Linked DNA regions of Mus musculus: regions 2, 3, 4, 5 and 6 are each linked to region 1. A link is a contact called in public Hi-C and HiChIP or PLAC-seq data. All regions are on one chromosome and are shown on one strand. Each heading gives the region's core, a stretch centred on a gene start, on an enhancer-like site or on the middle of the called end of the contact. The rest is flanking DNA. Distances are from core to core; before and after follow the strand shown. Region 1 holds the start of Rbms1 (RNA binding motif, single stranded interacting protein 1). Region 2 overlaps Itgb6 (integrin beta 6). Region 3 has its middle 66 kb from the start of Gm39833. Region 4 has its middle 54 kb from the start of Gm13582. Region 5 overlaps Gm33436 (a long non-coding RNA gene). Region 6 has its middle 32 kb from the start of Gm39833.

Region 1 (5,080 bases), core at 1,115-3,614:
ACTCCTTTTTATTCCTCAAGGAAGTTATCTGAAATCAGCCCCTAACAGCTGATTGTGTATTTCTAGATGAAAATCAAACTGCATTATATGCCTGAAAATTGCCAATTCTGTCGGCAAACTGAAGAAAGCATTTATGAACTGAAAGGCGCAAAGCTTTGCATCACAGCATCTTATAAGAAGTATTAATTAGATTTCCCATTCAGGCTAAGCCAGGATGAGATCATGAAGTCACTCACGGTAACCAGGTCCCTGCGCTCCAAGTGTGCTTTTTCAGTGAATGGCAAAATACTAACAAAAGAAACCTTTGACTCAAATACCACTGGTACCCAGGGTCTTGTGTCTGTATAATGCCTACACATTCATTTCTTTCTTTGCCTATAGAAAAAAGAAAGTCTGTTTGTTTTTCTGATTCAGTCAGCCCTTTTAGTCTTTGAGTCTAAGGAGAGGCTTGTGAAAAGAGCATCTTATCAGCATGCTCCAGCCAGCAGGCTGTGCCCCCCTCCACAACCAAACCTCCAGCCTCTCTCAGCAAAAGGCCTCACCCTCTGAGCCTTTTCCCATTTCAGAGCTAACACCCTGCTGGGTTTTGACAACAAATAAATGAATACACAAGGCCCTAACATAATTAGCCATCTTTTCAGGTAGAGAGAGGTGGGTGGGGGGAGGAGGGCTTGGGAGAATACTTTAGTGTAAATTGGCCTCACTTCTGAAGTTGACGCTGGCACACAGCATCTGAGGGCACTTATTTTAAATAAAGCCACATGAAGTGAGTTTTCGAGATACCCGTCCGTGAATCCTGACCTTGTGCATATCTATCTCAGCCAAGTCGTCAGTAAAGATTTTAAACTTGTAACCCAAAGATTGGACTTCTTAATCCAGGAGAAAGGCTGTGGCTTGGACATCGTGGGCACTGAAACCCAGGGACATTTATTTACTTCTTTTAAAGGGGAATTTTAACAAACAAAAGAGGCAAAGAAAGTAAAATAGAAAATAGTACTTTGTGACCCCGAGGAAGCATTTCAGATGGGCTGATGCTGGACAGCCGGAACAATAATCCTGCAAACCGCCACAAAGAACTCAGCAGGCTCCAGTGCCACACATCTGGATCTTAATGGAACCACAGTTTACGTGGAAGGGTGCATTTTGCTGCTATCATTACTGGGATAACTTAATTGATCTGTCTCTGTGGCTGAGGGTGTAGACTAGAGATTTATTACGAAGGGAAAAGATCTGCAATGCTGCCTTTTCTTTTTCAACAAGCATTCTGTCACTGACCTCTAAACGAGTTTAACCTTTTCTGAGCAGACCTGCACATTTTTAACATAATTTAGAGCTAGGGTTTTTGTTGTTGTTATTGCTGCTGCTGAGAGGCTGTGGGGTTTTTATCACAACATGGCTTCAGTAACCTTCTTTCAAAAACAAAGATGTTAAAAACAAAAGACCGAAACTAAAACCTGCCAGTTCCACTCCTTTTCCAGGCAGGGGATTCGGATGTAACCTTTCAAGTGCCTTTGGAGTTCAATCTGTTAGAAAATGTATGAAACAAAATTAGAATAGGAAAAGGCGTGTGTATGACTCAGGCTTATCCCAGTATCTCTATCACAGGATTTCCCTGTGTTTCTGAAAACCTTGAGAAAGTGACAGAAGTTCCTGTTTTTCTTTTCTTTTTTGTCTTTTTTTTTTTTTTTTTAAAATAAGAAGGGTGGCGCGCGCGAACACACACACACACACACACACACACACACACACACACACACACGTCTTCCGGGTTCCCCATGAATCAGACAGGTTTCTTGGAGGTCCCCTAGTGCAATGCAAAGCACTGCCCCGACGTATCCCCAGTTCCTCTGTACACAAAGGTCTCCAGGAAACCCCCAAACTTGTTGCGGGCCGCCGGAGCCCTTGGCCGCGCGCCTGCCCGTCCCACCTCTCCGCCAGTCCCCGTCCCGGTCCCCCCGGGCATCTCTCCGCCCGCCGCCTCCTTCCGAAACCGGGTCACCGCCCCGCGCGCTCGGCGCAGGCCTGGGGAGCGCGGCAGCCTCACCTGCTTGCGGTAGGGCGTCCTGCAGCCGCCGGCAGCGCCGGGGTGGCCGCTGCCGCTGGGGAAGATCATCTCGGGCGCGGGGAGCTGAGGCAACCGGGGCCGCGGCGCTCCGGGAACTCCCTCTCTCGCCTGTCCGGGCAGGCGGAGGGAGGATGCGGCCGGGGACTGGCTCGCGGCTCCCGCCCTAAAAGTGCGGCGCGACGCGCGCGGCCGGCGACTCTCGAGCAGCTCCGGGGGCCGCCGCCCTGCGTGCCATGGACCGGAGTTCGCGCGCGGTGCCGGCGGCAGCGGACGAGCAGCGCCGCCGCGTCCCCACCTCCCGCCGCCTCAACCACCGCCCCGAGAGCGCGCCGGCCGGGGGCGGGGAAGCAGCCGCGCACCGCCTAGTGCCGCGCCCAGCCCTCCCGCGCCTCCCGCCCGCCCGGCCGCCCGGCCGCGCCCGCTCCCCCGGCCTCGGCCCCCGCGCTCGGCCTCCCGGGCTGGGGCGGCAACCCGGGCTGCGCGGCGCCCCCATCCCGCGCAATGGTTGGCTCTGGCGCCCCGCATGCCTCACATTCCTGGGAGCAGCCACCCCAGGCCCTTGGGCCAGGCGTCGCCGTGGCTTCGCACCCCACTTGGCTGCCCCTTTTAAGGGCATCGCTTCGGGAACCGCTGGAACACCTGGATAGGAAGCCAATGGCCCGCCTTTTCTTTCATCTTTCACAGCAGCCCCTGGTCCCGAAAAGGCGCGGATAATTACTCTCACTTCCCTGTCCAGATCTACCTCCCAGGACACTTCTCAGCCCCCCAGTTATAAGCATGCTACATTTTTGTAGAGCAAACGGGTGGGTTTTTTTTGTTTTGTTTTGTTTTGTTTTTGTGTTTTCCTTTCCAGTCCCTCACCCAAATACACCCGGGAAAGTTTTCAATTTCATTCTTGTGCCACAGAGGAAGAGTTTTCCTTCAAGACAACATTATCAAAAAAGCAATGAAAACCTTATAAGCCATCCAAAGGGGAGACCTGTCCTTCCTGGAAAAGACAGAAGATACAGGAATTCAACCTAGTTATTAAAAAGACGGCAAGAAAGGGACAAAGACAGGAGTAATTTCCTTTGTTCTCAAGTGGAAAAAAAAATAAAAACTGCTTCTCTTGCCGCTCCTTTTGCAGTCACCTCTCTGGATGTAGCTAGCAGGCTTTGAACACATGTTGATGTGGAGGCCTCAGAAGAGGGTGGTCAAGCAAGCCATTTCTGGATAGGGTTACCAGGGCTGGTTGCCATCTTTAAATTGGCGACGGGGTCCCTGACAAGTATTCCTGAATTCTGGGATTACAGCCACAGTACACATACATAGGTCTTCCCTGGCTTCTAACATCTTCCTGGAAAGGCCCATCTGCTACAACAATGAAAAATCCCAGCTTGTCTTAACAAGAGAAGGAACTCAAACTCTGGCTGTCACAGAGATGCTATGAACGTCAACTTTCTAGCCAAAGTGTAGCCATTCAGAGACTTTTCTGAAAACAAAGTTGAAAATTATACTTCCCAGAAATCCTGCTGGTGACTTAGTCAGCTGCTTCCAAAGTCCCCAGAGTTCCAGCAAAAGTAACAAGAAATAATAAGTCTTGCCTATTGAAAGCAGACACACCCACAACACACACATAATCCTAATTCTTTTCACTTAAAAAAAAAAAAAAAACAGCAAAGGCTAGGGTATTCGGTGCATACTGGGCAAGTAAAACCTTAAAATTCACAGGATATCTGCCCTTGAAAGTGTTTAAAGATTACAGCACAGCCAGGCTGTGAGCTAGTGGGGACCCCAGAACTGTTTTTCTACTACTACTCCATGCATTGGTTTTGTTTTTTTTTTTGGTTTTTTTTTTTTTTTTTTTTTTTTTTTTTGCTGTGACCTGTTGTCTTTCCTCACTATGAGCCAGCACAAATGCAAAGTGGACAGTTTTAGTTCCAACTGTTCAAGTCGAAGATGCCTTTTCCTGAGGACTCGAGACACACCCTACTTCATCCTACCCTCTGCACTATTACCACAAGTCCCACCAGTCATCTACAGAAAAAGCCAGTGTACAACCTCAGTTGTCCTGACTGGTCTCTTAGGAAACCACAATTGAAACCACAGAAGAACAGCATTAAATTTTTTTATGGCTTTTCTCTCAAGTCATGATGTACTTGCTGGGTCATGACCCATTGGATACTGTGCTATTCCAAAATGCTAGCACTCGATTGGATGTCTAATAGTTCTCTAGAGATAAGAAAATGTTAAATGATAAAATTTAAAGAGATGGCAAAATAAATCTGATACTAGTAGAATGTGCAAATAATACTGAGAGGTATTAAGAGAACTGACCTTAAGACTTAAAATGAATCTAAGAATTAGCATGCTGTTTATAGTTTCACATGAACTGCTTAAAAAGAAAAAACATAGACATGTAGTACTTAAAAAAAAAGGAAACTTGAGTTCAAAAGCTCCAAATATGAAGTAGATCTATAAGCCATTATACAAAGAAGAAAAGATTAATAGTCCAACCTCAAAATAGGATCACAGAAACCCAAAAATTCAAACTTAAGGGAAATAGCTGGAATATGAAACTCTGTATATAACATACACAATCAATTCTAGATAATCCATGAGCAATTATAGGGATGGAGTCTAGCGAGGTCCGTCTAGAAAAGTCCACTTTCATTGTTGTCGATTTTGAAAGAGACATCAGAAACTAAAGGAACTGACCAGAAAGCCTGCAAGCTATTCGGGTGAAAATTCAGTGCTGCGGAGCCTTGTCCTGTGTACCTCCTTCTCCACCCTCAGCCTTAGGTGAAGCTGTGGGAATCTGACCCAGGGGCAGCCACTCTACAGACTGGCCAGTGACCTATGATCTGGGTGGGACTGGAAACATGAGCTCGCCAATCTGATTCTCAACCCTTGGGAATTTGATTCACAAAACTCCAAGGGCTAAACCAGTTAGGAAAGGGAAAGAAATGGCAAGAGCTGCCTGGGGTGAGGGGAGGGGGAGGGGAGAGGAGGCCATGACAGGCCAGAACCATATGC
Region 2 (4,866 bases), core at 2,124-4,623, 250 kb before region 1:
ATGCATAAATGTGCATTTCCAGGTGTCCTGAGGCCGCCCTGTGTATCTCTGCACACAAGAATGCCTTGGCAGAAGTTTGGAAAACCTGTCCTGAAACATTGAAAAAAAAAAAAAAAAGACTGTCACAGCAAAAACATAAAACATACCTTTCAGAACTTAGAAACCCTCTACTCTGTTGGCCTCTAGGAGCAACGGCTAGGTCACTGAAGGTGCCAGTCGGTGTCGTTGGCAACAAATTATCTACAGTACCTGTTCATGTCACCAAACCAGCACCTTCATATTAGACTCATGCAGTAGCAAGATGATAACCCCAGAGCTGGGGAATTTTACGTTTTTTCAGAGGGATAGATCTTTCTGGGATGCCACTGGAAAATAGCTCTGAGTATGTAATCACAAGAAGCTTTCCTCTAATACCATTTGGCTGGTATGGCTCCCAGTCTCTTAGAATCAAAATAGACTAATGGAATTTGGGCAAGGATAAACAGAATCAATGGAGCCTTCTATCTCTGAGTGCTTACGAATGGATGAAAGATGCCGTGTGACAGAGAACGCCAAGATAAAAGCTTTTCAGACAAACAGCATGCCGTCGAGGGTGTTACTGGTGAAGTAAGTGAGATCCGTGCAGGTTGTGAGTGGCATATCTGGTAAGTTTGGCAGATCACAGCATCTCTTCACAATATGCTGTAGCTTCCATCCCTGCACTGAGCGCATTCCTGGCACAGGGAGACTACTCCACCAATCCTGACTGGGGATTTTGTATTTACTTTCACTGTACATTTTAGAAGAGAAGGTTACTGGCTTCCGAGTATTTATTATTATTTATTATTATTAATTTTACATTTGCTGAAGTGTGAAAGAACTTGCCACTGGTGGAAGTTTCTAAGTAGAGTTCCTTGCGATTCCTTCATCTGCTTTGAAGAGCAGTGTTACTGTCTGACCTTCTTAACTGTCAGGTATATAGGTTGAGTGTATTCCCAATATTCTGCACATATTTTTAAAAAGAAAAAAAGAAATGTGTGTGTGTGGGTGGGTGGGGGGGATTGCTCATGTTAGTTAGCAATTCCTGCTGTTTTCGGTATTTTTACCAAGAATTTAGGAGCTGGAATATTGGGACGATGTCTATGCCATTAGATTAGGCTAGATAACAAACACTTCGGCCCTTCAGAAAGCATTTTTTTAAACAATTTTTTTTGTTTGTTTGTTTGCTTTTTTTACTAGAAAGGCAGTGTGGGGTTCTGCAGATACATCCTTCCTATGATTTGATGGTGGCTTTGCCATTGATTAGTTCTTGTCACCTACAGGCTGTGTCCTGCTTAAATCCAATAAAAACATAGATGTGGGTTTATATACACACACATGCACACACACACACACACACACACTGGAGTCAGAAAGTGAACCTTTGAATGAAAAGGGAGAAGAAATTAATTTTCTTTGGGATAAATGCTTTCATGTGTTTTTCAGAACTCTTGGATTTCTTCTAGCTTCCCTTCCTCCCTCTTCTCCTTCCTTCCTTTTCCCAAAAATAAGTTTTTTTTCCCTTTCTTTCTTTTTATTTTCTTCATTTAAAAAAAAATTGTCACATGACCTGCTTCTGATCCCACTTCAACCTCCCTCACTGGGGAAATGGTTCTCTTTTCTACGTTTCTGACACTGTGGTTTGGAAACATGACTTGCTTAGTTTTCTGTAAAGATAACGCCACTGTGTTTTGATGAGATGTCTGCTTTCATCCTGTGATAAGTAGGGTGTCTGGGCTTAGTCCACAGCCAGTTAACACTTCACTTGCAGACCATGTTTATACCATTTTAAACTGTGTTAATATTTGTCTTTCCTGTTGGAATAGGTTATAATTAAATACATGCATCAGAATAATGTTTAACATAGCATATTCTCCCCCCTTAAAAGATTTACTTTTAAACTATTTTCGTTATTTGTACATATGTGATTATGCACACAAGTGCAGGTACCAGCATAGGCTCTGATCCTCTGCAGCTGGAGTTACAGGCAGTTGATGCTGAAATGATGCTAGGAACTGAACTAAGAGCCTCTGGAGGAGTAGCATGTGGTCTTAGCCAGTAAGCCATCTCTTTAGCTCTTAAGACTTTATGCTATTATTTTTATTTATGTGTATTTGTCTGTATCAGTGAATGCCACTTGTGTTCTGGAGCCCATGATGGTCAGAGGAGCCCATGGAATAGGCGATATAGATGATAAAAGGTATCAAGAGCGCTGGAGCCAGATTCAGATCCTTCCAAGAACAGCATGTTAACCACAAAACCACCTTCCTAGCATCTGAAATATATTCTCTTCATTTGTTTTTTATTTTTGTTTTGTTCATTTTTGAGAGAGGAAAATGTGGGTCTTACTATGTAGAACTGTCTGGTCTAAAACTCACAGTCTGGACTGGAACTCAGAGGTCTGGTTACCTCTGCCTCCAAGTACTCAGACTAAAGAAACGCGCCACCGCACTTGGCTTCTGCAGTATATTCTTAAGGTATATTGTTTTTATATGTACAAAAGCATCTATTAAAATATTAATATGTACATTTAAAACTTTCCTTGAAACTTTAAAGAAATCCCAAGCTATTTTCTACTTTCATTCTTTTCATAGGCCTTTCCTCACATGTGTTCTTGCCTAGCATCACTTGACCTGGTACCGAATATACTAGATTAGTAGGCAGTTAGTAAGTGGCTAAGTATGACGTAATCATCTGGACTATAAACACCTGGGAGACTGAGACAGGAAGACTATGAATCTAAGGAGGGAAGGGAGGGGAGGGGAGGAAAGGGAGAGAGAGAGAGGGAGAGGGAGAGGGAGAGGGAGAGGGAGAGGGAGAGGGAGAGGGAGAGGGAGAGGGAGAGGGAGAGGGAGAGGGAGAGGGAGAGGGAGAGGGAGAGGGAGAGGGAGAGGGAGAGGGAGAGGGAGAGGGAGAGGGAGAGGGAGAGGGAGAGGGAGAGGGAGAGGGAGAGAATCTCAAATCTACTCAGTATCTATGTGTCTTCTCCTTGATTCTGTTCCCTTGGCAGTCTCTATTAGCTTATTTTTTCCAACATAAAAGATATAAGAATCAGGTCAGACCCAGCAACTTAATTTAGAAAAGGTCTGACAGACAATGAAATTCAGATCATAAGCAGTTTTGTGGTATCCCGGTGGCAAGTAGAGAGGCAACATTTCAACTTTTATCTGCTTAACTTGAGGGAATAGTGATATTTAAATATAATGTAAATGTAAGTTCAGTGGACAGAGCTCTGACTCCACGGGAATGTTAGAAACGGCAACAAATGCAGGAGACTGTCCAGTTATCCCAGTTCTAATGAGTCACCCGCTGAAGCCACCAGAAAATATTTACAGAACAACTGCTGAGCCCAGGAATGTGAAGAAGAAATGAAAGACCAAAGTCCCCAAACAGCTGCCACACAAGAGGCAGGAAGCCCGTAGGAGCCCATCACCTACCTCCACAGAGAAGGCCTTTGTGTCTCAGACAGGAGAAGTTGTCACACTGGCAGTAAGGTCCGTAGATGCTTCCGTACGGCGATAAGTGGCAGATGCACTGCCCACAATAGCAGTCACCCCTTCCACTGCATGAAGGGTGACCCGGGGACTCCTTGCAGGAATCCGTGCTCACCATATCCTCACCACACTCGCAGTGAGGACCCATGTGGCCGGGGTTGCAGGTACACACCCCACACTGGAAGGAGCCATTCCCATTGTGACACTTAGAGCTGTTAGTTTCTATTTCTCTCTGGCAGTCGCAGTCACATTCTGCACTGACGAGTATTTCTAGGGTGTCCCCCAGCCCCACTGGCTTTATGATGAGGTTCCTGCTTCTTTTCTCACAGTTGGATACGCTCACAGTCACATTGAAGGATGCCTGGTAAAGAAAATGCTGGTTATTGCTTCCTCTATCCAGCAACCTGCAGGATTTGAGATAAAGCTGGTGAGACTGGCTTCTCCAAGAAACCCAGCTTCAGCAAGCTGAGCTAGCTAGCCTGCAACCCATCAAATTGTTGTTTCTAAAGATCTACCAGGGATCTACTTACTGTGTCTCCAACTTTCATGTGGGAGCATTTCTTTTGGTGTGGGAAGAGGACACCATTGTTACAGAGAGCTGTGAAAGACAGGTTGAGTCCTTCTGTGTCCCCTAACACTTCCAGTTCCACCTCAGACCGCAGTTCCTTTAGTGTAGACAAGAAAGGGTTAAGGGAAATCATAAGTAAAAAGGAAATCCAGCCAGAAGAAGAAACTGCTTGATGCTAGGGAGATGATTTAGTGCGTAAAACTCTTGCTGTGGAAGGAGGGCCTGAGTTCTAATTCTCAGGACCCATGTAAAGAGGATCCCAGGACTTAAGTCTGTACTCTCCAACCTATGATGTGCTGCCAGGCAGAGACAAGAGAAGCCTGGCTTGCTTTCTGGCATACGTAGCAGCGAATTAACAAGAAATAAGAGACTCCCTATCTTAAACAAGGTGAAAGGTGAGAACCAACACCCATATGCATGCTTAGGTGTATGTGAGTGTGCTCGTGCATGTTCACGTGATATACGCATACGAGAACAAAATAAACAACTATAAATTCATAAAGCTAAATTGAACATAAAAATTCATCATTTCATCAATCAAGCAGGACTGTGATATATATTATATATGTGATATATACTGTATGTGTGTATATATATATCTAGATATATAGATATAGATATATACAGTGTGTGTGTGTGTGTGTGTGTGTATGTGTGTATTCCTCAGACATTGTCAATGTTGAGATATACTATCTCATGATAAGTAAGCTATGACAATATTTCTGAAGGTGTTTTTGCACAGCATGGGACAGTCAGGAGCCAATTATTGCCTGCAAGTTGTTTCAT
Region 3 (5,028 bases), core at 1,923-4,422, 180 kb after region 1:
TTCTCAGGGCAGAAACTGGAGCAGCTATTACAAAGAGGATTTTTTTTCCTCTAGCCCCTTTCTTCACTAGAGAAGGGAGTGATAGGAAGTTGAGGAGGAAAATGTTAAAACAAAGGAAAAACAAGCTCAGCTGCTCTCCCGGCCCCCTCTGCGGCAAGCATGTCTCTTTCCAGACGTTTGGAACGGTGTCTCATTTAATAATCATAAACCGTCTTGTTGGCTTCCGTTGTTAGTTGGAGATTAATACTAGATATCATTAAGAACGTCATGTGATGTTTTACTTCTCCAAATATGAAATTCTACTTGTTTTATCTTGCTGCTGCCATTTTCACTGTTTCCCATTTCACAGATAGGGGAGGTTGGGAGGGTCTAGAAAATCCTCTCCTGCTAAGCCATTGTTTCCTTTTCTCACCTTTGATGTTGGGCTCTCCTTTACAGACACAAAGCCTCTGGGCCAGTTTTTGTTGTTTGAGACAAGGCTGGCCTTGGGATTGCTATATAGCCCAGCCTGGTCCTCCTGCCTTTCTATACCTCCACAGTGCCAGGATCAAAGACATGCACCATTACATTTGGCTTTTGAGTACAAACTTAATGTAACAAATGCCTGTCGACCCAGTCTTTCTGAGCTGCTTCCGTTTCTCTTGATCGGGTTGAGCATTATTAGAGCATGTGTACACATGGCTCTGTTCTAGTAAAACAATCAGTACAAAGGACTGAGGCTACCCATGTCTGTAATTTTATCAATATGCAGACACCTCTTTTCACTCCCTCACCAAAATGATTTTACTTTGGCAATAAGAAGGTACCATGTTGATTCACGGGGTGGAGACCGTTATCTATTCTTCCTGTCCCCAGGAATCATGTCCTTCTGACTGGATGAAAAATGAAAAGAGCATTTAGCCAAAACCTTGAGGTATCAGGACAGAAGGACACAAGTAGGTCAGCTATAGGCATTTCTTTTGAAAGACTGTGGTAGCAGGCAAGCAGAGTGACCCAGGCTAGCATTTCTAGATCCATTGGTCTCATGGTCATATGGGAAGATTGTAGAGATGTGGATTCCAGGGCTGAAACATACCCACAGGGTCTATGGATCATCAGCCACTTGGGGATTCTGAGACCTGTAGCCTTGGGATGAGCACTTTGAAGGGACAGACATGACAGGTGCTAAGAAGACAGTGCTATGGATTTTTATTTTTCTTTTCAGCCTAAACTTCTCAGGAAGGACAATGGCAAAGGCCCTGCTGGATCCTACTAAGCACCAGGGAAGTGGGACACTGAAGATTCTGTGTAGAAGTGAAGTGGCTGAGTGTAGTTCCCTGGTATTCTTGCCCAATATGTGTAAAACCTGAGTTTGACCATCAACACATACAATAACAGAACCAAAAACCAAAAAAGCTCCAACATTTCAGATTTTAGTTGTTGTTTTTGTTTGAAACAGGTCTCTTGTAGCCCTGTACTCTTTGTGTATCTGAAACTGGCCTTGAATTTCAGATCTTTCTGTTTCCATCTCCCATGTACTAAAATTACAACAATGTGTAATTTCACATTGGCATTATGTGGTTCTGGGAATTAGACACCAGGCTTTATGTGTAAACAATAAGGAAGTACCTACAGCTATGACACTGAAGAGTAAACCACAGAGAGATGCTATCAGAAGGAAGATTGGTTCCTGGGCAAGGGGGGCACATGGGAAAGAGGGATTTCTGAGAAAGAGTTCACAGTGTACTTACATAATATGAATGTGGTGCAGTCAAAACAAATTATCCCTTGAACCAATAGCAGAAAGTCAGTCCTGCTATGTAGAAAGCCAGCAATCTGCAGGCACCTAGTAAACAAGATATAGTAGTCAGACATACAGAAGAATATGGTGAAGACTTATATTCAAAATTTTGGTTTCTTTAAAAATACAGACATATTGTGAGAATATGTTTTCATTTTAATCCCAGGTGTGGGTTATGGGGCTGCTTCAGATTGTTCACAGCAGCTGACTAGGATTTGCCTCATGCTCTAGCAGTCATGTGATTTTGCCAGCTGCTGATTGTTTCTGTGAGTGTGTGGTGTTTGTAATGCTGGGGATTCTTCCAAGGTTATATAAATGCTAGGCCCCTGAGTGGTGGGGTGACTGTTCGGTGGGTTGTTGTTTGTTGGCTGTTGAATACTGTTGGTGGTGGTTTGTTAAGTAGTTGTGGACAAAGAAGGAAGAAGAAGAAGAAGAAGAAGAAGAAGAAGAAGAAGAAGAAGAAGAAGAAGAAGAAGAAGAAGAAGAAGAAGAAGAAGAAGAAGAAGAGGAGAGGAAAAGGAAGAGGAAGGAGAGGAAAAAGGAGAGGAAGAGGAGGAGGAGGAAGAGGAGAAGGAGGAAGAGGAGTTAAATATCCTTACAGTGAAGAACAAATTGCCCAAAGGAGCTCCATGTCCCTAATCAGCAGGAAGTAGTTTAATAAAAACTTAGCACCCTTTCCTACACCTGAGTTTTTTGGGGGGATTTCTTTCTCTCTCTGTCTACCTTCTATTCTTCTTTCTCTTCTACCTAGTGTTAGGGGTGTGAAAGGGTGGAAGAAGAGGGATGGAGAGGGGTAGAAGAACGAACCTACAAAGTAGCCCAACTCTAGCTACAAGGAGTATTCTAAAATCCAGAGGAGGGGCAGGGCAGGTACAGGACAGTCAGGAGGAGCACTGGATCAGGTTAGTCTACTTAGAAAAGATCGCTGGTCCCATGCCCTGTCCCCGGGACTCTTCCTAGTCTGCTGTAGCTCTGGCTACAGCCATTCCTGAGCAGAGGTGCCCTCCGCTATGTGTCTTGAACTCCCTGTCCTCTTCACCTCTGCTTGGGTGAACTCAGTCTGTGATACTAATCAAGCTCTTTCTAGCTTCCTGCAACATTGGAGCTTCCCCTTCCATGTTTCCATGGGGACTGTTAAATTTCAAGGGGCCCCACCATTCTCTTTGCTCTGTGCCTCCAGGCCAACTTCACAGACTTAGGAAAGAAGGTGGCTTAGGGCATCTGCAGTAGCACCATAGTGAGCTAAATGGGCCTTTGTGGATGGGTCTGGGAATCATCACTCTTTATAATGATAGTTTTCTGTGGGGAAATTCTTTGAGTTCCAAACACTCCATTGACTGGTGACCTTTTAGAATACAACTGTCCTATCTAGTCTCCCCAGTGGGGTGAGGTCATTAGCAGTTGTCAGAGTCAGGATGGAAGCAGCAGACCAAGGCCAGGGCAGGCTGGGGTCAGAAGCCAGGCACTAGGAAGCAGCTGTGAAAGAGCTGCAGGATGGGACAGGCAGTTAGAGAGTGACATATTTACTGTTTCAGAAATGTGTTCAAGTGGTGGCAGCGGGACAAGGGGAGGAGTTTGGTCCCCACAAATCCCCATCGGTTTCTTCAAAGGTCAAAATAGGAATCATAACAGCAAAACATGCATCCCAGAAAACAAGGTTTTATGTAAGAGGTGTGGCTAAGCATTGAAAAAATTGCTATCTAAATGGATCTCCTATAAACTTTAAACTTAAAACAGTGGGGTTAATGACCAGATACAACTTCTCCTAAAATCCTGTTACTCTTTTGCCCTCTTTCTACCAGAAGGCCCTCCCATACTGAATACATCATTGGTGATGTGTTCTGTGGTTCTGCCCGTGAACTTCTATCTGTGCTTTCTGAAATGTGATCAGGGGGCGCATGCCTAAGATGCTTTTCAAGATAGGATGCCTAAATCTGTTACCAAGTGGGCTATGCAATATGTGTGTGTGTGTGTGTGTGTGTGTGTGTGTGTGTGTGTGTGTGCGCTCCCATTTGTGCAGATGTGGAGGCCAGAAGTCAGCATTAGGTGGCTTCTATTGATCTCCACCTTATTTTGGGGACAGGACCTCTCACTGAACCTGGAACTAGCTGGTCAGTAAACTCTGGGAGCTCCCTGACTCTGTCTCTCCAGCACCGGGATTACAGATTTGTGTCACTGGGCTGGGCTTTAAGAAAATAAGGTGCTAAGGCCCTTGTGACTGATTTCTACCACTGCAAACAAACACCCCAAAGCTCCCTCCACAAAGACCAAGACAAACTATTGTTCCTGTCCCTTTCCTGGCATCCCATATTAAAACAGAAAGAAAAACTTCTTAAGTTATTCCCAATAGCCAAGTTACAGAATGAATTTCGGTGTTCATCTAATGAGATGACAAAAAGAAAAGGGGAAAAGAAAAGCAGCAGCATCAAATGATACGGAGAGAAACTTGAAGCAATCCCACTAAAATCAGGGACTAGACATGGCTGCCCACTCTCTCCCTACGTATTCAATATAGTACTTGAAGTCCTAGCCAGAGAAATTAGACAACAAAAGGAGATTAAAGGGATACAAATTGGAAAGGAAGAAGTAAAAATATTACTATTTGCAGATGATATGATAATAAACATAAGTGACCCCAAAAATTCCACCAGAGAACTCCTAAACCTGATAAACAGCTTCAGGACAGTAGCTGGATATAAAAATTAACTCAAGCAAATCAGTAGCCCTTCTCTACACAAAGGATACACAGGCTGAGAAATAAATTAGGGAAACAACACCCTTTACAATAGTCACAAATTATATAAAATACTTTGGTGTGGCTCTAACTATGTAAGTGAAAGATCTGTATAAGAACTTCAAGTCTCTGAAGAAAGAAATCAAAGAAACTCTCAGAAGATGGAATGATCTCCCATGCTCATGGATTGGCAGGATCAATATAGTAAAAACGGCTATCTTGCCAAAAGCAATCTACCATCAAAATTCCAACTCAATTCTTCACCGAGTTAAACAGAGCAATTTGAAAATTCATCTGGAATAACAAAAAACTAGGATAGCAAAACTATTCTTAACAATAAAAGAATCTCTGGTGGTATCACCATTCCTGACCTCAAACTGTGCTACAGAGCAATAGTGATAAAAACTGCATGGTACTGTTATAGACAGGTAGATCAATGGAATAGAATTGAAGACCCAGAAATGAATCCACATACTTATGGTCACTTGATCTTTAACAAAGGAGCTAAAACCAT
Region 4 (4,564 bases), core at 709-3,208, 150 kb after region 1:
TCAAAAAAGCTTTCCCAAGCCTACTTATGAGGACACAGAGAACAGCCAATCTGCCCATTGGTCTGTCTGCCTGCCTGTCTGTCTGTCTGTCTGTCCGTCTATCTATCTATATCATCTCTATTTCACCCTTCTGTGTGTGTGTGTGTGTGTGCGCCCGCGCGCGTGTGCACACGTGCACGTGTTGCACACAACTTTTAAAAACCAGTTCTTTAGAACTTGTGCCATCAGGCTTGACAGAAGGTGTCTTTACCAGCTCGGTGGCCCACAAACATCAGACACACTTTTATTACATGGACTCTGTTGTGTTAAAAAAAATCTACTCATTTTACTATAGAAATCAATAGGCATCATGAAAAGCAAGTTCAAAATTCTACCCGACAGCTTGTTTAGTTTTTAGACAGTCCGATTTTGTCTAATTCTGTCAATAGTTCCCGAATCTCCACTCTGTGTCCAACAGGTTTTAATTTGTCTCTGATACTTTGAGACGATACTGTGAAGTCCAGGCTGCTTGGAGTCTGATAACTGCTTGAGCGAAGAGAGTAGGTAACATTCATGAACCTCAGCCCAGTGGTGAATGTTCCATCAACACAGACTTCTCAACAACTAACACAACCAAATCCAGAAAGGACATCACCGCGCAATTCACCGAAGAAGAGAAACAAGTGTCTAACACGCGGGATGTAAAGTTAACCTAAGTTAAAACAGCAACAGGACAAAAATACCACATCACAGAAACATCAGCAAAAGAAATGCGGGAGAGAGGGGGAGGGGTACCTGTAACTTTTTTTCATGCTGTTGGTAGGAATATAAAATTGCATCATCTTTGTCAAAAGCAATAGAATTTCCTTAAGACGTTAAGAAGACCAACTTCCCACATGATCCACCATTTTCACTCGGAGTATATACTCAAAATAATTAAAATGAGAATTCCACTTGGGATATTTAAAGATCTCCGTTCATAGCATCATTCATGTAGCTAAAATGTGAAACCAATCCAAGTGCCGTTGCTGGAGGAGTGGATAAGAAAGCGTGTTATTGTAATCATGGGGCATGATTCAGCCTTTGGAAGGAAAGGAATTCTGATGTATGCTCCAACATGGATGGCTCTGGAGGAAATGATGTTGTGAAATAGGCCCAGTCCCAGGCACAAAAGTACTGTGCAAGGTTCTTGAAGTAGTTAAAATAGAAGAACCAGAAAGAAGAATGTAGTTGTTGGGGCTGGTGGCAATAGGAGTTATTGTCCAATAGGTATAGGAAGTCAGTTTTATTAGGTGGGGAGAATTCTGGAGATAGATGATCATGATGTAGCAAAATAATATAATTTACTTACCATCACTGAAGTGTGCATTTAGAATGGCTAAGTTTGTTCTGTGCATTCCAGTAACAACTGAAATGAATATAGCCTTAAATATTATAGATGCCTTTGTAACCCTATCCCACAAGTATGGTCCCCTGGATTGTATCAATTACTTTAATACAGCTCATACTCCTACTGTAGAATATAGTCACACCCCCTAGTAATAAGCAACATTTTTTAAGTTACTCTGTGAAAAATATGATTCAGCTGCTTCCCATATATGGACTCACTCAGCTGTTATAATTCATTGATTGATGAACCTGAAACAGAGGCACTTAATGACAGATGAAATGTCCTGCAGACATTATGCAGATCATTAGTGCGAGAGCCAGAGAGTGGATTCAAGCTGTCTGATTGTGTGTGTACAGCATCCTATACTCATCCCAAGTCTTGACCAAATGCTAACACTGGATAGAGCCGGAGTAAGGCAAAAAGCTCCCAAGCGTCACCAGGAGCCCCCTTGCACCCCCTGCACCCCTGCTCAGGTGACACCTGTGCATTAATGATCAGCTCAGGGAGAGAATCTCCCTCATGGCTGTGACTCTGCAATTATAAAGCTGTTTCTACCTCAAGGTTTCTCAATTCTAATGTCACAATACATTGGTGTGTTGTAAGTGGTTGTAAAAGTGTTTCCCAACTAAATTGTTTCCTTAAAGTAGAGCAGATGAAGGATTAACACCAGTTTAAAGCTATCCTCATTCATTCTATCAAAATTTTGTGTGCAGGAGACAGTGGCAGGTGTTGGTGCATCCAAGTTCATGAGGTGTGGAGGTCAGAGGGCACTGGATATCTTCAATTGCTATCCTCCCTTCTCTCTCTGTGTGTCTATTTGTATGGTATATGTGCATGTGTTTGTGTATGTGACACTGCACATGTGTGTGTAGACTATAGGACGACCTCAGCTTTCTTTCCTCAGGAGGCATCTGCCTTGTTTTTCTGAGACAAGGTCTATCACTTAACTTGGAAGGAAGGATTAGGGTAGGTTGACTAGCCAGTGAGCATCAGGGATCTGCCAAGCTCTGTGTCTCCAGGACAGGGATTACACATGCGCACTACCACACTTGGCTTTTCATGTGGGTGTTGGGGATTCGAACTCAGGCCTTCATGTTTGTGCAACATGTACTTTGTTGACTGAACCATGTCTGTTTCTCTTCCTAGCTTTCTTGATGTTTGCAAATGAGGTAAGTGTTGTGGGGCTGACAACAGAGATGTCCCTGGGAGAATAGCAAGTACACAAATCAAACTCGGAATGTGTAGAGGCAGAAACAAAATAAAATGTGGTATTTTGGTCCACATTTTCCCCATTTCAGTTTCAGGGATTTGTTGAAAAACTGCTCAATTTAATGTATGTCTTCTTTTACTGTTTTCATGGTCACAATCATGTTGGTTTCTATGATCATTCATGAAGGAGTATAACACGCTTTTTACTATTTTGAGAAACTTTCAAACATGCAGAAAACCTAAAAGAAAGACTATTATAACTAATGATAACATCCAATAAGGAGCATCCAAATTCCCACCGAGAGTCAACATTTCATCAAATTTGCCTCATATATATTTGAGCATTGATACATATTTTGTTTTCTGAGTTATTGGAAAACACATGGCAGCCATCCAGACAGCTTTCCCCAGTGTTGGTCATTCATCTGTGTGATTGATTCCTCCCTGTTCTCCCCTGAAGCTCCTTAGAGAGCTGCTGGCGGTGGCTATATTTCCTAGCCCTTGCGTGTTCTCTGTCTGTGTCTGCCTCTGCCTCTCTACCCCTGTCTCTGTTTCTCTCTGTGTGTCTGTCTTTCTCTGTCTCTCTTATGGCCTGCAAGCCATTTGGGTTTTGGTAGTTTTTTTCTGTTTTCTTTTTTTTTTTCCAACAAATTCCAAGTGCTTCTGAAGTGCCTCTGCTTATTTCTGTGGGCCCCTCTTCCACAGGCCAGGGGCTCTGCAATGCCCCTCCTATGCTAACCACATAGATTAGTTTTTGAAAAATTCTGAGTAGTCTTTCTGTCTTCTTTAACTCTTCACACCCCTTTTAGCCATTTATCTGTATTCTGGGTAGAATCCCTTCCCCCTTCTCTCCCACACTCTCTCGTTTTTAATTTTCAAGGTCTGCTCATTTATTGTTCCCCCTAAAGACTCTTAGATTTGACAGACTGAGAAGCCCTCAGACAAGACAGACAGTCTAAGTCTCTTGGCAATCTGCTCCCAGGATTTTTCTTTGGCTTCCTTCACTCTATTGACCCAAAGTTTATCATATTCTACAATCTTCTCGCTATTTTCTTAGTACCCCTCTTTCCTCAGAGCAACAGGCTGGCGTTTGCGCAGGACATGTGGAGTAAGACACAAAATCTTGGGTACTTTCATTCTAGGCTTCTGATCTTTTCTGTTTAAGGGCTTTCTGACAACATGTAGCTGTAGACATCTTCTTCAGACTCTGATAGCTCATTAATGTCCCAACTGCTGAAGCACAGTAATATCTGTCAGTCCAGGAATAAATCTGTCTGTGTTTCTCTGTCAGTCTGTCTGTCTGTTCCTGTGTTTCTGTCTCTGTCCTCCCCACTTCCATATTCAAGTTAAAAACACTTAGACTAGAGCCCCTTATTCAATAGCAAACACATGTTGCCATGGGTCAAGATTGCTTCGCTTCATGGCAAAACCTTGTCCGTGTTCCCACCACTGATCCCTACCCTTCCTCTCTTCATGCAGAGCATCAGCAGGGACTGCTGTGGCTTCATGTGCTTCTCATAGGAAGTTCAAAATTAGTATTCACCATCCACTTCAGTGAGTCTCTTGACAGACAGTGGCTGGGAAGGAGATATTAAGCTTCATCTAAATCCCTTCCTCTTTTGAATCCCCCCCACCCCCACCCCGCTCTCTCTCTCTCTCTCTCTCTCTCTCTCTGGTGGTGGCATATACCATCTCTGTTTTCTTGATTCCGAATTACACAATCCTTAAATTATTTAGCTTGTTTTTTAAGAAGTAAGGATGTTCGTCTGGAAACCTTAGCATTCCGGCAACTTAAAAAAATTAATAATACACAGTAATGCCTCTGTTCATTATTGCATGTCCCCACTTGTTCCCTAAATGGCTTTTCACAGTGATTTCTTTTAAATAAATCCAACCAAAGTTCACGTGTTGCATGTGAGTGTTGTGCCTTCAGTCTCTCTTAGTTTCTATCAGATCTGTAATATTGACTGGACGAGGTGACCGGAC
Region 5 (4,614 bases), core at 221-2,720, 180 kb before region 1:
TGTCTAATGCCCCACAGATACTGTGGAATGGCTACTGGCCATCTAATAGCCCACTGACCAATAAGATGCTTAGTGAGGTAAGTGTGGCAGCTATGCCAATCATTCCAGCACTCAGGAGACCGAGATGGGGGATTGCTGTGAGTTTGAGGCCAGCTTAGGTTACATAGTGAGTTCCAGGCTAGCCTGAGCTACATTTAGTTCTAGACCAGCCTAGGCCACAATGGTATATATAATTTCCATGGAGTTTTTTTTTCCTAGACAATATCTAAATAGGAAGAGATAAATGGTAAACAAATTAATCAATAAGAAAATTAATAGTAAAATATTTGCAGACAATTGATTTGGGGTGATATAATAAGGGGTATCTAGATGAGTCCTTCAAGCAGAATGCCAGGTAAGACATCCTTGAGTAAGTGATAAAATTAGATTGAAGGAGATCCAACCAGGCAAAGATCAGAGGAAAGAGAATTGCAGAGAAAGGAGCATGGAGAGCAAGCAGTCTGGGAGCAGCTAGAGCGATGACAGAGGAGTCCCTGAGGATGGAGTCTAGGGAGGGGCAAGGCAGAACTCAGCTGCAGCTGAATGGAAGAAAGACAGCAACTAGTACAGGGTGGTCCTATCCATCCGGGAGAACACAGACAGCCTTGGGGTCTCCACAGGTCGGGCTGCCTGGACTTACTGATAGGTCACATGCCCTGGAGGAGAGAGAAGATTCCAGAATCTCTAGATGACAAGAATGGACCGCAGAAGCTCCTGCCTGCTCAGGTGCAGGTAGTCTGGACTAGGTGGTCACCAAGCTGCCTAGACAGTGGTCCATCCAACAGAAATGAGAGGATGCCCTCCCCACCCTCACTGCCAGATGAATCCTTCGGTTTCAAATATTTTAAATTACAGTCTTGAAGAGCAAAGGAGGCTCTTGCAAGCAGCCGAAGGAGGAGAGTGTAGTACACTCACATGGCCAAATGTTCTGTTTTTCCCCTGATGAACTATCAGTAGCAACAAGGGTGACAGCTGAGGGCGGAACTGGCTGGTGTGTGTGTGTGTGTGTGTGTGTGTGTGTGTGTGTGTGTGTGTGTGTGTATTCTGATAGCAGTCTCATATCAGAACAATTAAGTATAAACCTGAAGGCCTGCTCTCATGAAAACCTTCAATCCAGTCTCTAAGGGCCTCAAACTCAGACTTTCAAAGGGAGCCTTGCTTTGCCAACAGTCACCATTTCACTGTGTTTGCTAATTTCCCAACTCCATGAAAACCTCCAAAAGGGTGAAGATGGAGAACAGAACCTTATGGGAGCCCCAGGAACTTACAGATCCCTGAATGTCATCATGACGTTATCTCTAAAGTCCACACTGTCCCTTAGGGGCTTTTATTGACAAACTGCAGAGAAGTGACTCAAGTCTATGTCATGATCATCTTTCCCAGAACTGGGAGTTCCTCTGGCCTGCCAGACACAGGAGCATTTTTTTCCTTCTCCTCAGCCTTACTCACACATGGTGGCTCATCGCTTTGAGGGCATGGAGAGTTTCCTCATGGCCCCTGTACATTCTGTGCTGCTTTGCTGAGTGAGGAGAGGTGCACACGGCTGCATCACTGTTTTCAATTTCATTTTTCAGTTTCACCTGGGGCCAAAGTTTTCGGTATCCATATAGTTTGATTGCTTTCTGATTCACTGTGATCATATGCTTTGCAGGATAATTCATTCTTTTGCTCGAAGATATTAATAACACACAGTGTTAGTACTCTTAAGCAGACATGTAAAAGAAAAAAATTGAAACTCAGGAAGACTGAGTAACTCACATTCGAGGTCTAAGAGATGTGGCCGAGACAGGAGAATTAGACAATTGGAGACCTTCAAACCATGGCAGAGCTTTGTGGCTTCGAAGAGAACTATGCAGTTTTTCAAACCCCCAAATTATTTAATTAAACAGGACTTAAATATCTATTATAAACCCAGCCTCATGACACAGAAATATATCCATGTATTTAGTCAATAAAATATTTTAAGTACAGTATTGTACAAAAAACACGTAGCCACAAGGGCCTTGTCTTTAAGAATCCTCTGGGTAGTTAGATAAAAAAACAGATCTCTGAAGTAGTTTGATGACAGTATGAGGTAGTGTGTGAGGTAATAGATGCTGGAGGTCAGAAGAGTTCCTGCCTGACATAGTCAACCTGACCTGAAAGGCCACAGGATATGACTGGGGAACACTCTAGAAAAAGGCACTTTGGAAACAGGAACAGTGTGCATCAAAGAACTGAGCCAGTAACCATTAAAGTGTTCATGCAGCCTATCAGGTTACTTGGTGAGAAGATTTGTCAGGGACCGGGAAAAATTGTAGACTAATTTTGTCACTTGCTGAGGTAGAAGCGATAATGTCTCATACTTTGTATATGTGTGGTTATGGAATCATAATCTTTATTGTTATTATTATCTGCATGAGTCAGGCTGGAGCTAGATCTCATTAAAGAGTCCCCAGGGAATACGAAGAGGAATCGAGGTACACACATGTCAAGTGAAGTATCATCATCAGTAGCTAAGGATTTTTACCCATAGTCTGGTGCATTGAACCTCCACTGAAAAGACTCGGTCTCAAGGATTAGCTTTTTATCTGAGACCCTAAAATGAACCTAAGGCCTTGTGTGCTGGTACACACCTTCTTTCTTCTCCTTCTCCTTCTCCTTCTCCTTCTCCTTCTCCTTCTCCTTCTCCTTCTCCTTCTCCTTCTCCTTCTCCTTCTCCTCTCCATCTTCTCCTCCTTCTTCTATTTATTTATTTAATATATATCAGTACACGATCTCTCAATTCAGACACACCAGAAGAGGCCATTGGATCCCATTACAGATGCTTGTAAGCTACCAAGTGGTTGCTGGGAATTGAACTGAGGTCCTCTGGAAGAGCAGTCAGTGCTCTTAACCACTGAGCCATCTCTCCAGCCCCTACAATAGCTTCTTAAGCTAGATACAGTTACTCCGAGTTTTAGAGGTGAGGAAGCAGACTGAGATGCCCTGAGCATAAACAACAGTGGTCGAAGGAATTGAGGCAAGATCGTGAGCCCAGTTCATCAGATTTACCCTTTAGCTGCCATTTAGCTGGGATGCCTAAGTGACAATAAAACAAGTTATTATATTTTAATAAAGCACAGAATTGGGACTCAATAAGGGTTGCTCTCTTCTGAACCCCACCAAGTGGTTGGGGGATTTCTAGGCAAAACTTTTAAGTTGATCAACCATTTCTTGCCCTTCTACTGTCTGTTCAGTATGCTGTTGCCATATGTAACCAACCATGGGGCCCATGAGAGGTGAAGAGTCTAAGGTGGAGATGTACGAGTATCAGCTGTGCATCGAATTTTAAAGGTTTAGTGTGACCACCTTTAAAAAAGGACATTATATATCCAAATCATTTTTAATTGGTCCAAATGAGATACAAGTACCTCATGTTTCTTTTTCCTTTCTTCTGGTCTGACTTCTAGAAAACGTTCACTTGCACATCTGGCTCAGGTTTGTGGTTTCTGTTATCTGCCCCTTAGACACAGGAACTGCCTTGCCCAATCCTTTGTCTTTCCAGAGGTGCATTTGGCTTACAGTTCCCTCCCTCTGTCAGGACGCTAATGGCTTTCTGTGTGAGGAGTAGTATTCTCACCCACTTCATGCTAGCACATAAATGTCTGTCTGTGTGTCTCTCTCTCTGTCTCCTCTCTACCTCCTTCCCTCCCTCCCTCCCTCCCTCTGTGTTTCTTGTAACTCTCTTTCCCCCTCCCCCACTCTCTCTGTTATCTTCATATCCATCTCCACTTCAACAGATTTTTAAGAAAACATCCTTAGCAGGGAGTTTTGTGTACCCAGCTACTGAGACTTGCCAGTGGCCACAGGGATCTGGAGGATGCCACCATGTAGATCAGCTGGAGGTAGAGACCAGAGAAGAGTGGTAGAGACTGAAAAATGGAAATTTCCATGCCTTGGATAAAGGTAGCAGACACCATCAAGCCCCAGCTAGTTGTTGACTTGTTCCAATTTAAGCCCAAAGGCCAGACCCCTTGAGTTCTCATGGGTGTCTGTGGACTTGCATACCTATTGATGAACCCCACTGAAATAAAACCTGTGAACACACATAGTAAACTTGTAAATTGTAAAGCCTGCCTGAGACTCTGTGTGGCACGCAGCCTCAGCTGTCTACAAAGACCTGCTTGGTAAAATGGTTGGTATGTGGTAAACTGGACTGGTGGTTGCTGGCTTTTGACATGTGGCATGATCAAAGCTGGAAAGTTCCCTCTTTACATAGATGAGCTGTAGAGTCACATGGGAACTAGTGCTCATCCAGTGACATGGTCTATCCTTCAGGACAGCTATGTCAAACTCCTGCTCTGTGTGGCCACCATTTAAGTAGAACAAGGGTTAGTTGGGTTTCCCTTTGAGGAATCCTTGGTGGGCACATCAGTAGGGGAGTCTCAGAGTAAAAGATGCTGAGTGCCTAGGGGTCTCCAGCTGACAAGAGTGATGGCTCAGATGGTTGTCATCCTTCTTGAATTCATCTCATTGCACAGCATTTATTCTACAAGGACATGCACTAATCATTTACTAGAGTGAACTGAAATCCCCAAGTAACTCAGGCAGAAA
Region 6 (4,834 bases), core at 1,646-4,145, 210 kb after region 1:
CCAAGACAAGAGTAGAGAGAGAAAGCATAAAAATACAGTGAAATAAGAAACAGAAAGTAGAAATACTGAACTCCATTTAAAAATAATAACGTTAAATGAAAAAAATGGGAATTCAGACTGCATTAGAAATAAAATTCTAGGTTCTTTCCAGCTTCTGGCTATTATAAATAAGGCTGCTATGAACATAGTGGAGCATGTGTCCTTCTTACCTGTTGGGGCATCTTCTGGATATATGCCCAGGAGAGGTATTGCTGGATCCTCCAGAGGAATGGATACAGAAAATGTGGTACATCTACACAATGGAGTACTACTCAGCTATTAAAAAGAATGAATTTATGAAGTTCCTAGCCAAATGGATGGACCTGGAGGGCATCATCCTGAGTGAGGTAACACATTCACAAAGAAACTCACACAATATGTATTCACTGATAAGTGGATATTAGCCCCAAACCTAGGATACCCAAGATATAAGATATAATTTGTTAAACACATGAAACTCAAGAAGAATGAAGACTGAAGTGTGGACACTATGCCCCTCCTTAGATTTGGGAACAAGACACCCATGGAAGGAGTTACAGAGCCAAAGTTTGGAGCTGAGATGAAAGGATGGACCATGTAGAGACTGCCATATCCAGGGATCCACCCCATAATCAGCATCCAAACGCTGACACCATTGCATACACTAGCAAGATTTTATTGAAAGGACCCAGATGTAGCTGTCTCTTGTGAGACTATGCCGGGGCCTAGCAAACACAGAAGTGGATGCTCACAGTCAGCTAATGGATGGATCATAGGGCTCCCAATGGAGGAGCTAGAGAAAGTAGCCAAGGAGCTAAAGGGATCTGTAACCCTATAGGTGGAACAACATTATGAACTAACCAGTACCCCGGAGCTCTTGACTCTAGCTGCATATATATCAAAAGATGGCCTAGTCGGCCATCACTGGAAAGAGAGGCCCATTGGACTTGCAAACTTTATATGCCCCAGTACAAGGGAACACCAGGGCCAAAAAGGGGGAGTGGGTGGGCAGGGGAGTGGGGGTGGGTGGATATGGGGGACTTTTGGTATAGCATTGGAAATGTAAATGAGTTAAATACCTAATAAAAAATGGAAAAAAAAAGAAATAAAATTCTAATTAAAAGATTGGCTTTAAATTAATAATGCAGAGAGATCAAGTTGGGAGGGTAGAAAAGATAATTAATGGGAATACTTATCAACAGAGAGCTCTGTTTCGAACAAATGGGACTTGAAGAAGTGGTCAAATGCACAGGGAGATACAGGAGAAGGATAAGTGCACCAGGGAGATACCATAATTTAAGGTTTATAGCCACCCAATAATATAGCTTCAAAATATATAAGGCAAAAGTGTTGCAAGTAAAAAATGGAACATAAAAATCCATAATCATAGTAGGCACTTTAACTCACATAGTAGGCACTTTAACTCATCATTAACAGGTGGTGGAGAGGATGCAGCAATCAGTAAGGCTATACAGACAGTCTGAATGATAGAATTGCCCACAGGAGCCAATTTATATTTATAGTACAACGCTTAGCAATGTCAAAATTTTAATTCTTTTCAAGTACAAATGGAACGTTTGCTGAGATTGTCCATATGCTGGGTCATAAAGCAAGCTTCAATCAATTCCAAAGATGCAGTCAATTCAGAGTCCGCTCTTTGCCTCTATGGTGGAGTTGAGCCTTAAATGAATTAACTTGACAATTTCTGACTTTTACAATTAATGTATGTCTAAGGTAAGTCATGTGCAGAAGTGAGGAACTGTGCCCTGAATGACGAAGAGGATATACTTCATTAAAACTTGTACTATCCACCTAAAATACTTAAAGAAACAACAGTAGGAAAGAATGCAGAAAATGAATAATCTTGACACTCATTTCAAGGGACCAGAAAAAGAACAGCCATCAGGCAGGAGAAAGGAACGGTAAAGATGGCATAAGCTATGAAAGAAAACATCTCAAGAAAACACAATCAACAAAGTGAAATACTGTTCTCTGAAAGGCTAATACAATCAAGAAATGCGTAGCAGCGCTATATATGGAAAAGTGTGTGTGTGTGTGTGTGTGTGTGTGCGTGCATGTTGTTAGGCATGAAAAACAGATACTACTGTAGGCCATGTTTCTATTTAAGATAGGAAGAACAATATCAACTAACCAGACCACCCAGAGTGCCAAGAGACTAAACCACCAACCAAAGAGTATACATGGAGGGACCCATGGTTCCAGATGGCAGAAGATAGCCTTATCTGACATCAGTGGGAGGGGAGGCCCTTGGTCCTGTGGAGGCTTGATTCCCCAGCATAGAGAGATGCTAAAGTGGTATGGGAGTGGGTGAATGGGTTGAGGAGCACTCTCATAGAGGCAAATTCGGGGGGGGGGGTTATGGGATGGGGAGTTTGTGAAGGGGTAACCAGGAAGGGGGATATCATTTGGAATGTAAATGAATAAAATGATTAATAAAAACAAACAAGCAAAAGATACAAATTCAGGATATTACAGACCACTTTACTCAATGAATTTGACAGTTTAGAAAAAAGATTATGTTGTTCTTTTCTAATTTGACACAAGCTAGAGTCACCTGAGAAGGGTCAACTGAGAAAGTCTCAATTGAGAAGAGCCAATTAAGAAAATGCCCCAATCATATAAGCCTGTAGGTGGGGCATTTTCTTGAGAAATAATTGATGTGGAAGAGTTCAGCTCACTGTGGGTGATGACACTCCTGGGTACAAAGTACTGAGTTATATAAGAAAGCAGGCTGAGCAAGTCATACAGGAGCAAGCCAGTAAGCAGTGCTCCTCCATGGCTTCTGCTTCAGTGTTTGCCTCCTTGCTTCCTGTCTTGAGTCCATGCCCTGAATTCACTTTACAATGGACTGTAAGCCATAATGCTAAGCAAGCCCTTTCTTCCCCAGGTTGCACTTTGGTCACTGTCTTAGACTCTATTCTATTGCTGTGAAGAGACACAATGACTAAAACAACTCTTATGAAAGAAAGCATTCAATTGGGACTTGAATTGAGAGGGGAGAAGGGAGAGGGGAGAGGGGAGAGGGGAGAGGGGAGAGGGGAGAGGGGAAGAGAGAGAGAGAGGTAGCCATTGGCCTAGCTTGGGCTTTTGAGACCTCAAAGCTTCCCCCCACCAACCTTCCCCCCCCCACAAGGGATACACTTCTTCCAAAAAGGACATACCTGCTAATCTTTCTATTTCCTTCAAATAGTGCCTCTCCCTAGTGACTAAGCATTTAAGTATCTGAGCTTGTAGGGGCCCTTCTTATTTAAACCACCACAGTCATGGTGCTTTATCCCAACAATAGAAAGCAAACTATGGTGTGCTATTCCTGGAGTTGAAGGTTATCAATTTTGTTAAGAAGAGCCTTTTTATTTTATAAGAAATTGAGTCCACTGTTTAAAACATTTCCATGAAGATAACTTCACGACTCCATTGCTAAGTTATTTCACACATTTGAGGAGGAAGCAATACCAACATCAAACTGTATAAATTCTTCCAGCATACAAAGAAGGGGCACTGCTCAGTGTGTTGCATGGAGCCTGTTTAAAATAACCCTGCCATTAAAGCCTTCAAAAGAGTTACAGGAACAGAAAATTAAAGCTGATTTTCTTCATGAATTTAGTAGCAAACCCCCAAATCCTCAATAAATCACATTTAGTAGCACACACAAAGAGTAGTTCCCTAGAAGAAAGTGGCATTTCTTGCAAGAATATAGATTCTAAAGAAAAGATTCAGGGAACCCAATAGAAAATAGATACATTTATGGAGGCACTGCATCTAACTTGCTGCAAATCTATGGGAAAGCTCTCAATGCCATTGAACTATAGGGGATGCAGATTAAAACCTGAAATGATAGCTATTATGCATCCAGATGAGACTGGGGGAAAACTGGGTATGAGAGTGAAGGTGGGATACAACTGTTTTCCAGAATAAATTTGAAGTATCTATTAAGGCTGATTGGGAAATCCTGGCTTCATTTGTAACAGAAATCTATTTATATTTTCACCAAAAACAAAACAAAACAAAACAAACAAAACAAAAAACAAACAACCCCCCAAAAACCCAAAAAACAAACAAAACAAAACAAAACAAACAAACAATAAAAAAACAAAAACAAAAGACGTACAAGATTGTGCTTCATAGCACACAATTTATAATTGTACCAGAATAGAAATATACTAAATGTCTATCAAAAATAAGCTGGGTAAATAATCTTGACTGTGTTTTAAAATGGCACAACATATTGCAATAAAATGAATGAATCTCAGAAGCATAATGTTGAGCTAGAGCTTTCAGTGGGAAGAGTTATCTTCTCATAGAACACACTCATTCATGTAAATGTCAAACAAGCAACACTACTAAGTGTCCTTAGGGGTAATGAAAGTGGTGCTCCTTCAGCTGGCCACTGAGATGGCCAGACTGTGGTTGCCTTCTGCTTCTTAGTCTGGTGCTGAGTACATGGGTGTTCTCACTTTGCACACTTCAGACCTGTTCTCCTCACTATACTTGACACAAGGTTTGCTTTAAAGGACTTTAAGGAGGAGCTGGGGAGATGACTTCATTGGGAAAGAATGTGTGAAAAACATGAAGACCCAAGCTTGATTCCCAGTAACCCCTGTAAAAGCTGGATTTGACGATTGATGGGCATGTGTAACTCTCTTGGGGACAAGGGAAGGGACAGAAGAATCCATGGACTCTCACTTGTCAATCAGCCTAGCTGGTCAGGCAACACTCCAGTTCAGCGAGACATGTCCTAGAAATTAAGGAGAAGAGTAATGGCTGAAGATACCAGACATGGACTTCTGTCTTCTGC

The links. Hi-C and Micro-C count contacts between places; a contact is called where the count stands out from the background. HiChIP or PLAC-seq counts read pairs in DNA pulled down with a chosen protein or histone mark.
Region 2: an H3K4me3 HiChIP or PLAC-seq map of the SCID.adh cell line shows a contact between it and region 1, with 18 read pairs. The contact joins the enhancer-like site here to the promoter of Rbms1 in region 1. A contact is called at or near these places in 1 of 484 Hi-C or Micro-C datasets (the N1E-115 cell line) and 2 of 115 datasets of contacts at active chromatin or transcription factors (the SCID.adh cell line and pancreatic cancer cells).
Region 3: a Hi-C map of myocytes shows a contact between it and region 1, with 2.5 times the contacts expected there. The contact joins the enhancer-like site here to the promoter of Rbms1 in region 1. A contact is called at or near these places in 3 of 484 Hi-C or Micro-C datasets (the N1E-115 cell line, myocytes and nephron progenitors), 2 of 115 datasets of contacts at active chromatin or transcription factors (the SCID.adh cell line and bone marrow-derived macrophages) and 1 of 9 other capture datasets (adipose tissue).
Region 4: a contact with region 1 is called in a Hi-C map of neutrophils, with 4 times the contacts expected there. The contact joins the enhancer-like site here to the promoter of Rbms1 in region 1. A contact is called at or near these places in 1 of 484 Hi-C or Micro-C datasets (neutrophils) and 1 of 9 other capture datasets (adipose tissue).
Region 5: a Hi-C map of pancreatic cancer cells shows a contact between it and region 1, with 3 times the contacts expected there. The contact joins the enhancer-like site here to the promoter of Rbms1 in region 1. A contact is called at or near these places in 2 of 39 promoter capture datasets (liver and maxillary cranial neural crest), 4 of 484 Hi-C or Micro-C datasets (muscle stem cells, nephron progenitors and pancreatic cancer cells), 2 of 115 datasets of contacts at active chromatin or transcription factors (extraembryonic endoderm stem cells and pancreatic cancer cells) and 3 of 9 other capture datasets (adipose tissue, liver and pancreatic islet).
Region 6: a contact with region 1 is called in a Hi-C map of the G1E-ER4 cell line, with 2.0 times the contacts expected there. The contact joins the enhancer-like site here to the promoter of Rbms1 in region 1. A contact is called at or near these places in 1 of 484 Hi-C or Micro-C datasets (the G1E-ER4 cell line) and 2 of 115 datasets of contacts at active chromatin or transcription factors (the SCID.adh cell line and bone marrow-derived macrophages).

What each region holds. Positions count from the first base shown.
Region 1 is chr2:60,879,074-60,884,153 of GRCm38.p6, forward strand. It overlaps Rbms1 (RNA binding motif, single stranded interacting protein 1), which reads right to left and starts at 2,365. Exons shown (of 14, transcript NM_001141931.1): 1 at 2,045-2,365. The coding sequence starts at 2,113. LOC108168762 (a long non-coding RNA gene) reads right to left here. Exons shown (of 2, transcript XR_003953832.1): 2 at 3,893-5,080.
Region 2 is chr2:60,624,293-60,629,158 of GRCm38.p6, forward strand. It overlaps Itgb6 (integrin beta 6), which reads right to left. Exons shown (of 15, transcript NM_021359.3): 9 at 4,043-4,177; 10 at 3,456-3,873. Among named protein-coding and RNA genes, the nearest start is that of Itgb6, 47 kb to the right of the region's middle. Within about 2 kb of position 3,374, at least 32 of the 459 cell types and tissues checked have an H3K27ac peak or open chromatin away from gene starts, as enhancers often do. A contact at or near this core is called in the SCID.adh cell line and pancreatic cancer cells, where this site is marked.
Region 3 is chr2:61,059,094-61,064,121 of GRCm38.p6, forward strand. No RefSeq gene overlaps it. Among named protein-coding and RNA genes, the nearest start is that of Gm39833, 66 kb to the right of the region's middle. Within about 2 kb of position 3,173, at least 21 of the 459 cell types and tissues checked have an H3K27ac peak or open chromatin away from gene starts, as enhancers often do. A contact at or near this core is called in adipose tissue and myocytes, where this site is marked.
Region 4 is chr2:61,026,828-61,031,391 of GRCm38.p6, forward strand. No RefSeq gene overlaps it. Among named protein-coding and RNA genes, the nearest start is that of Gm13582, 54 kb to the left of the region's middle. Within about 2 kb of position 1,959, at least 20 of the 459 cell types and tissues checked have an H3K27ac peak or open chromatin away from gene starts, as enhancers often do. A contact at or near this core is called in neutrophils, where this site is marked.
Region 5 is chr2:60,698,786-60,703,399 of GRCm38.p6, forward strand. All of the region lies in intron 2 of Gm33436 (a long non-coding RNA gene), which reads left to right. It also overlaps a transcript of Itgb6 not described here. Among named protein-coding and RNA genes, the nearest start is that of Gm33436, 8.5 kb to the left of the region's middle. Within about 2 kb of position 1,471, at least 71 of the 459 cell types and tissues checked have an H3K27ac peak or open chromatin away from gene starts, as enhancers often do. A contact at or near this core is called in adipose tissue, muscle stem cells and pancreatic cancer cells, where this site is marked.
Region 6 is chr2:61,093,031-61,097,864 of GRCm38.p6, forward strand. No RefSeq gene overlaps it. Among named protein-coding and RNA genes, the nearest start is that of Gm39833, 32 kb to the right of the region's middle. Within about 2 kb of position 2,896, at least 8 of the 459 cell types and tissues checked have an H3K27ac peak or open chromatin away from gene starts, as enhancers often do. A contact at or near this core is called in the G1E-ER4 cell line, where this site is marked.